2 separate regions of the Pan troglodytes genome follow, and region 1 is linked to region 2. Evidence: chromatin contacts called from public Hi-C data. All regions are on one chromosome and are shown on one strand. Each heading gives the region's core, a stretch centred on a gene start, on an enhancer-like site or on the middle of the called end of the contact. The rest is flanking DNA. Distances are from core to core; before and after follow the strand shown. Region 1 has its middle 230 kb from the start of AHR. Region 2 has its middle 100 kb from the start of AGR3.

Region 1 (3,529 bases), core at 128-2,627, 540 kb before region 2:
TTACTTGCACTGGGATCACTCAGATGTGCAAACAGCTTGTCTGAGTGAACTTCTTTCAAGGTTACTCAATCCCAGTGGTCTTCTATAGTCTTCCAACACTGGGAATACGGGCCACTTTTGAGGAGTTCATCATTTTATCTAATTGTTACATCTTGGAACAGGTTCAGCTTCTATACCTCAGGAAGTATGATGGTAGCAGGGGGGCGTGTGTGAGAGTGATTTTGGTGAGAGAGACTTGAGCAGTTTCTGCTCATCCAGTCATGGCCTGTAAAAGGCAACATTTATGCTGGTGGAATGAGGCATAGGCCAGCTGAAGACATTTACATTGTTGTAGTTCAGTATTAAACCCAAATAGCCAGATGAAAATTTCTAAACATTTGAAGATGACTTTTGGAGACAAACTGATGTATTTTAAGATTCAAATGAATCTGAGACGATGTCCACTAACTACCATTCAGAATCCACACAGGGGTTCCTGACTGGACCAGTGAGAGTGTTTTGGTTACAAAGGAGGGTTGAGAATGTTTTTATCTGAATGTGCCTGTAGGTGTCACCAAAGTAAATGACTCCTTTACCCTTGGTTTGATAACGGGGGCAAAAAAGTAAAGTAAAAAAATGATATTTTGTAAAGCCTACAGGGGTAAAAAAGTAAAGTAAAAAATGATATTTTGTAAAGTCTGTCTATGTTGTTACATTGACAACACAGAATAGCAGCAACAAGGTCATTCACAGTAAGTCTGCAAATTCTCCTTCGATTTTGCAATTACGATTTATCTTAGATAATGAAAGTGTACTTGGCAAGGGAACAGTCTTCAGTGTATAGCAAGCAAGGAAAACTCCTTTCTCCTCCCCAACAGACACGCCTCCTTCAAGACAGGAGAAGTTTCTTCTTTACCTGATTCTAGTCACTCATTAGACACACTGTCTTTAGGCAAGGAATACTGATGCCTCATGAAAGAAAAAAAATTACATGGGCATTGGTAGTTAAAGAAGAAAAAAAGTGAAGACAACATTTAAAAAAATGATTGGGAAACATTCAATTCCAAAAGTATTTAAATTTTTTTCCTCTGTACTTTTTTTTTAAACTATAAATTTTGATTCTTTAGAAAAAAAATCAAAAAATATTTTTTCTTCAGAAAAAAAATCCTTCCTTTTAAGGAAGGAAAATCCACTGCAAAATGATCAGCTAGAAACTCTTATCTCTGAGCTTTCACAGCCAGGGAGGGTAGGTGATGTTACCCAGAAAGTACTTGGACTTGGCACTTGTATTTCAGTACTGTGAAGGATGTTTCCAGCTGGGCTCACATTCTGTACGTCATTCTTCTCACCAAGAGGCTAAAACAGCATTTCATCACAGAATGGCCAAGACCGAGACCCACTGAAAGAAGAATGCTCAACAAAAAGGAATTTACACAGCTCCAGTGCCATGTTAACAGAGTGTGAACAGCCTTTCTTATGTTAGCAAGAATTTTGTAGGCCTAATGAGAAAAAGAATCCTCTCTAGAAACTTCTGGTATTTAAAGTGAAATCTAAGCAATTGAAAGACACAGAGAATAAAGTCTCTGGAAATGTTATTTGTCAGTGAAACATGGCTCAGGACAAGAAAGACATAAAATACTGAGAATTATCAGCAGAACGTAGAAGAAAAAAAAATTCAGACAAGGACAGACTATACTTGTTATTCTAGAATAAGTACTACATATTGTGTGAGGAAGAATTGAAAGTTGACTGTAAGTCTTCATTGTATATGCTTTGTGATAAATAAGCATATGCGAATACTAAGAGTAATCTTAGGTATTTCAAAGTAATATCTTCAGATTCTAAGTAAGGATTTAAGCATTTTCTACTGACTTTTTTTACCTATAAAGCCCTATGCCTTTCTGGTATTATTACCTATAGATACATAGTACAGTCATAATTCTGTTGTCCAGATTGAAAAAAAAACAAAGTAAACAGCATCTTTTACAAAGTTCTGTCATAATGAGACTTATTTATGTTTGGAACATTTTTTTTCTCTTTGGTAATGTTGCTCAAAAAATTATTCCACTCAGTATATACAGTAAAAAGTTTTAAATGTGCTTTAAAAATATTTCTTAAAGTTAAAGATAGAATTACCACATGGCCCAGCAATTTAACTCCTAGGTGGCATATACCCAAGGGAAATTAAAAAAAAAACATATGTCCACACAAAAACTTGTGCACAAATGTTTAAAGCAACATCATTCATAGTAACCAAAAGATGGAAAAAACCCAAGTATCCATCAACAAATGAATGGATAAATAAAAGGTAGTATATTCATATAAGGAAATATTATATGACAATAAAAAGGAATGTGGTGCTGATACTTGCCACAACATGGATGGATTTTGAAAACATTATACTAAGCGAAATAAAAAGCTGATCAAAAATGACCACATATTATATGATTCTATTGAGATGAACTTTCCAGACTAGGCAAGTCAATAGAGACAGAGATGGCTGACAGGGATGGGGCGGTCTGGGGAGTGGGAAAGGAGATTAGGAGGTGACTGCTAATAGATATGGGAGTGACTTTTGGGGGTGATGAAAACATTCTGGAATTAGATAATGGTGATGATTGCACAGCGTTGTGAATATACTTAAAAACTACTGAGTTGTGTCCTTCAAAGGGGTAAATTTTATGGTATGTGAATTCTATCTCAATTTAAAAAGATGGATTGTTTGTTGGACATGATGAATTCAGTTTGAATTTCCTTCATTAATGCTTCCATGAAGAGAAAGTTTCTCATTTGATCAATTAAAGAGTGAAAGGGTAGTCATAGGACTGTACCTCTGTTTTACTTGTAGGGATAGAGAAAAATGTCTAGGAGACATGTATTATACTGGGGTAGACAGATGGATGTAGTCTTTTATTAGTCACTCTGAAGACCTTTTTCCACTGTGCAGCCTGTCAGTGAATACAAATAAGTCATTGCCTAAGGTAAATGAATCACATTAAATTCAGGGGGTGAGGAATCCTAAAATAAACAGTGGATTTATATTAAAAATAACACATTTGGCCAGGCACAGTGGTCCACACCTGTAATCCCAGTATTTTGCAAGGCTGAGGTGGGCAGATCACTTGAGCCTAGGAGTTCGAGACTGGCCTGGGCAACATGGCAAAACTCTGTCTCTACGAAAAAAATACAAAAATTAGCTGGGTGTGGTGGCACACACTTGTGGTCTCAGCTACTTGGGAGGTTGAGATGGGAGGATTGCCTGATCCCAGGAGGTTGAGGCTGCAGTGAGCAGTGATCACACCACTACATTCCAGCCTGGGTGACAGAATGAGACCCTGTCTCAAAAAATAAAGAGAAAAGTAAAAATAACACATTTGCAGAGTTTTGTGTGTATATGCATAGATATTATACAGGAAACCAATTTAAAATTTTTCTGTTTCTGCTTTTACTCTTTCTGAGTGAAATATAGTGATACCCAAAAACACCTTTAAAACTACAAGTATAATTATTTTAAGTACAATACTTTCCCCTTGCAAACAATATGAATAAA
Region 2 (3,606 bases), core at 919-3,418:
AACCTTTTGCTGAACAGAAATTTTTTTTTAATTGGAGGATTTCATAGTCTTATTTGGAAAACAAAAAACAAACAAAAAGTTGTGAATTCACTTAGGATTTCCCACCTGTTTTGATAAAAAAAATTATATATTCCTCAGAAAAACCCTAATGACAAAAATGCTAAATTGTTCACACTTGCCACCTCCAGCAAGCATGGAAGGGTGCAAGATCCTGTAGCAACATGGCTGCTATTCTTTGATTTCTGAACCCAGTTGCTATGGCCATAGAGTAACTTCTGACTTCTCTGTTAGTAGATTCTATTTTGAGAGACTGCTTGGGAAGTGGTTGGCTGTAAGATTTCAGGGGCTGCCTGGATAATATTGGAGCCAGGTGCTTCTCTTCCCTGCCCTCTCACTACTGGTAATTGCTTAGCCCCCCTCACTGAGGGTTTACACAGATGACAACAAGCCTTTGGATGAAACCATATTCTTCTTTGTTATCTTTAACTCATAGTTATCCTTAGCTTAGGAGAAGTCACCGGGATGACTCTATGACCATTATCCAATGGGGAAAACCACAACTTCTTGTGTCATTCCTGAATTCAACCGTAGGCCAGATAAAGGCCAAATACAAGGAATATAGGAGGAAAAATCCAGAGATCACCTCTCTCTGGCTTCAGTCCATTTCAGCCCTTATTGAGTTTCTACCACTTTGAGAGTCAATGGAGGGAGGGAAGAATGAATTAGAGTCTGTTTACCCTTATCTGATATGGGCTCTGAAATGTTACTCACACCTGGGTACCTGTTCATAATGCTGGAAAGGTCTGTCTCCTTTTTCCTAGGTGATGCAACTAGCCCTTTTTCTTGCAAAAAGAGAGGCTCATATTAACTCATATCTAGTTAAGAATTCATTCCAAGAACATGAGATAGAAGGAAAAGTTGAGATCGATTCATCAAGCCCAGAGTTTAGAAGAAATTTCCAATTGATTTGAGTTTCTTTCACAGATAGTTTTGTTTTGTTTATTGTTTTTTGTTTTGTTTTGTTTTTTGAGATGGAGTCTCACTGTCACCAGGCTGGAGTACAGTGGCGTGATCTAGGCTCACTGCAACCTCCGCCTCCAGGGTTCAAGTGATTCTCCTGCCTCAGCCTCCCAAGTAGCTGGTACTACAGGTGGCACACACCACCACGCCCAGCTAATTTTTGTATTTTTAGTGCAGACGGAGTTTCACCATGTTGGCCAGCCTGGTCTCGATCTCTTGACCTCATGATCCACCTGCCTCAGCCTCCCAAAGTGCTGGATTACAGGTGTGAGCCATGCCACCCAGCCCATAGGTAGGTTTTTTAAATGTATCTTTAAAAATCTGAGATTCTTTATAGCATAGTACCTTTTATAGTAAAGAAACTTTTATCTGAAGTGTAGCATTTTCTTCAGTTCCCTTCATTTCTTTCTTCTGTTAAATTGTAGTAAAATTAAATGTAAACTCATTATTTTAAAATAGCACTATAGTATGATCACATTTTTATAGCAATGTCTCTGCCCATCTGCCTACCCAACTATCCAAATATATATATATATTTTTTTACATCTTCAAACTTGAATAGGGTTTTGGGTTTTCCTTGGTTTTTTATTTAGGATGATTTTTATTTATTTATTGATACCTTGCTATTCTCAAATTTCTATTCAAAATACAGCTGTTTCATTTTTTAAAGACAAGCAAAAAAAAAATGTAAAATTTTTAAAAATCCTTGTAAAGACATCAAACTATGTAAGGACTCTTTGGAAAATGTGTCCCTAGATTGCTGGTTCAAGGGCTGCAATATTGAGTGTAGATGTGGGTCTCTAGAAAGGTAGAACTAGCATAAAACCATTTTGAGAGAAGCGGCCACCCTCTCTTCAGATTACGTCATTACACTTAGCACACACCAGTCTCAAACATGAGGACTCTCAGGCATTAACCCGTAACTACTGTCAAGCAATCTTTTCTATACATGGCCTAGACTATGTTCCTAGTTTTTCCCTTTTAAAGTCCTCTCCACAAATAAAAACAAAAGGCTTTGTACACTACCCACTTATTAATTCCTACATGTCAAACAACAGTTTACTCTCCTAAATGCGTGATGAACTAATCTCACAAGACACTGGGTAGCTGTGTCCAGCCTATTGCTATGGCACCCAAGAGACAAAGATTTCTGAGGTTGTCAGTGGTAACGGATATAGCAACAAATAGAAAGCACTTTAGTACTATACTGAGACTTTGAGACAACCAATAGAAAAAGCAGTTAGAAATTCAGACAAGCCTGGAAGCAAGGTGAAGAAATCCTCAGAGAACTATGTAGAAAAACAGAGGCTATAATTACAGAATAAAAGGGCTTTTTTTTTGGATCATATTTTATTACCACCCCAAATGAAGCTCATAAAAATACAGAAATTTAGAGAAAGTACACAAGCTTAAAGTGTGAAGAAGTGGCAGTATCTATATAATATTACTATATAATCAGGAGGTAATTGTGGGAATCCTTAAATTTAGAAACTTATTTTGTTAATTCTGAAGATATTTTATTTGAGTGGCTTTCCAGAATTAAAAAAGAATAATAATTAGGAAAAATTGTGGTAAGAAGTGATAAAGAAAAAATATTGGTAAATATTTTATTCACTGGGTTACATTATGAAATTTTTCAAAGAGAAACAAACGTATGTCTGGATTCTGTACTAATAGAACCAAGTCTTGAATCACAGCAACATAAACCAACACCTGAGGACCAAACTATCTTTATAGAGAAGTAGCAGAAAACATGAGACAAAATCTGGATAGAGAAGTCAGATCATATGTTACACTCCAAATAAGAGTCTATTTTCAATGACCAAAAATAAGAAATAGAATAAAGTGATATGATTCTTAAAACACCGTTAAGCTCTACAGAAAGAGCACCCAATATATTAATGGACTGTTGATTTTAGAACAAACAATTGTTGAAGTCTCCATCTATACAACACACAACTGTCCACAACAGGTACTGCCACCTATTTAATAGTATTAAAAATATGTTGGGTACCTGTCTACTTTGAGCTAGCTCTAAGAAAATTACCCAAAGCCACAGGGCATTCTCTTCCAGTTGCCCAACCTGTTTAAAAGTGGCTGTGAGCAGGTGGGGATAAAATTATGCTCTTACTGAACTCATGCCTCTGCATTTCCAACCCAAGTATGATTTCAAAGCATGTGAGAGTTTGTATCTTTCATTTGCTCTCCTCCCCAGATAATTAAGATTTCGTTATATTTAGGAAAACTGCCTCCTTGGTCCCTTGTAAATTCCAGGAACTCTAATTTAAGATCAAACCTCTAAGGAAAAGTCCACTCATTTGTAAAGTCTTTTTTGTGTGTATGTCTTTGATAAAAAGTCTAATTGGCTCCATTTCTTTTTGAACATTTTGTTTATCCACCTAATTATCCTGGGAAAACTGACATGTTTACCAAGTTAAACTAAACAATTACACAGTAGAACAGACCCATAAAACAAGGACCTCAGGAGGAGCTGCGGATCTATTGGCAACTGGTTTGAGTTTGTCTTATTTTAAAAACGTATCATATTCAGAGAATTAAATTCTCATAAAGGAAAGAGTACATCGT

What was found. Hi-C and Micro-C count contacts between places; a contact is called where the count stands out from the background.
Region 1: a Hi-C map of stem cell-derived neural progenitor cells shows a contact between it and region 2, with 2.7 times the contacts expected there. The contact joins two enhancer-like sites. A contact is called at or near these places in 2 of 7 Hi-C or Micro-C datasets (induced pluripotent stem cells and stem cell-derived neural progenitor cells).

The regions. Positions count from the first base shown.
Region 1 is chr6:23,324,554-23,328,082 of NHGRI_mPanTro3-v2.0_pri, reverse strand. No RefSeq gene overlaps it. Among named protein-coding and RNA genes, the nearest start is that of AHR, 230 kb to the right of the region's middle. Within about 2 kb of position 1,377, at least 2 of the 24 cell types and tissues checked have an H3K27ac peak or open chromatin away from gene starts, as enhancers often do. A contact at or near this core is called in stem cell-derived neural progenitor cells, where this site is marked.
Region 2 is chr6:22,780,638-22,784,243 of NHGRI_mPanTro3-v2.0_pri, reverse strand. No RefSeq gene overlaps it. Among named protein-coding and RNA genes, the nearest start is that of AGR3, 100 kb to the right of the region's middle. Within about 2 kb of position 2,168, at least 3 of the 24 cell types and tissues checked have an H3K27ac peak or open chromatin away from gene starts, as enhancers often do. A contact at or near this core is called in stem cell-derived neural progenitor cells, where this site is marked.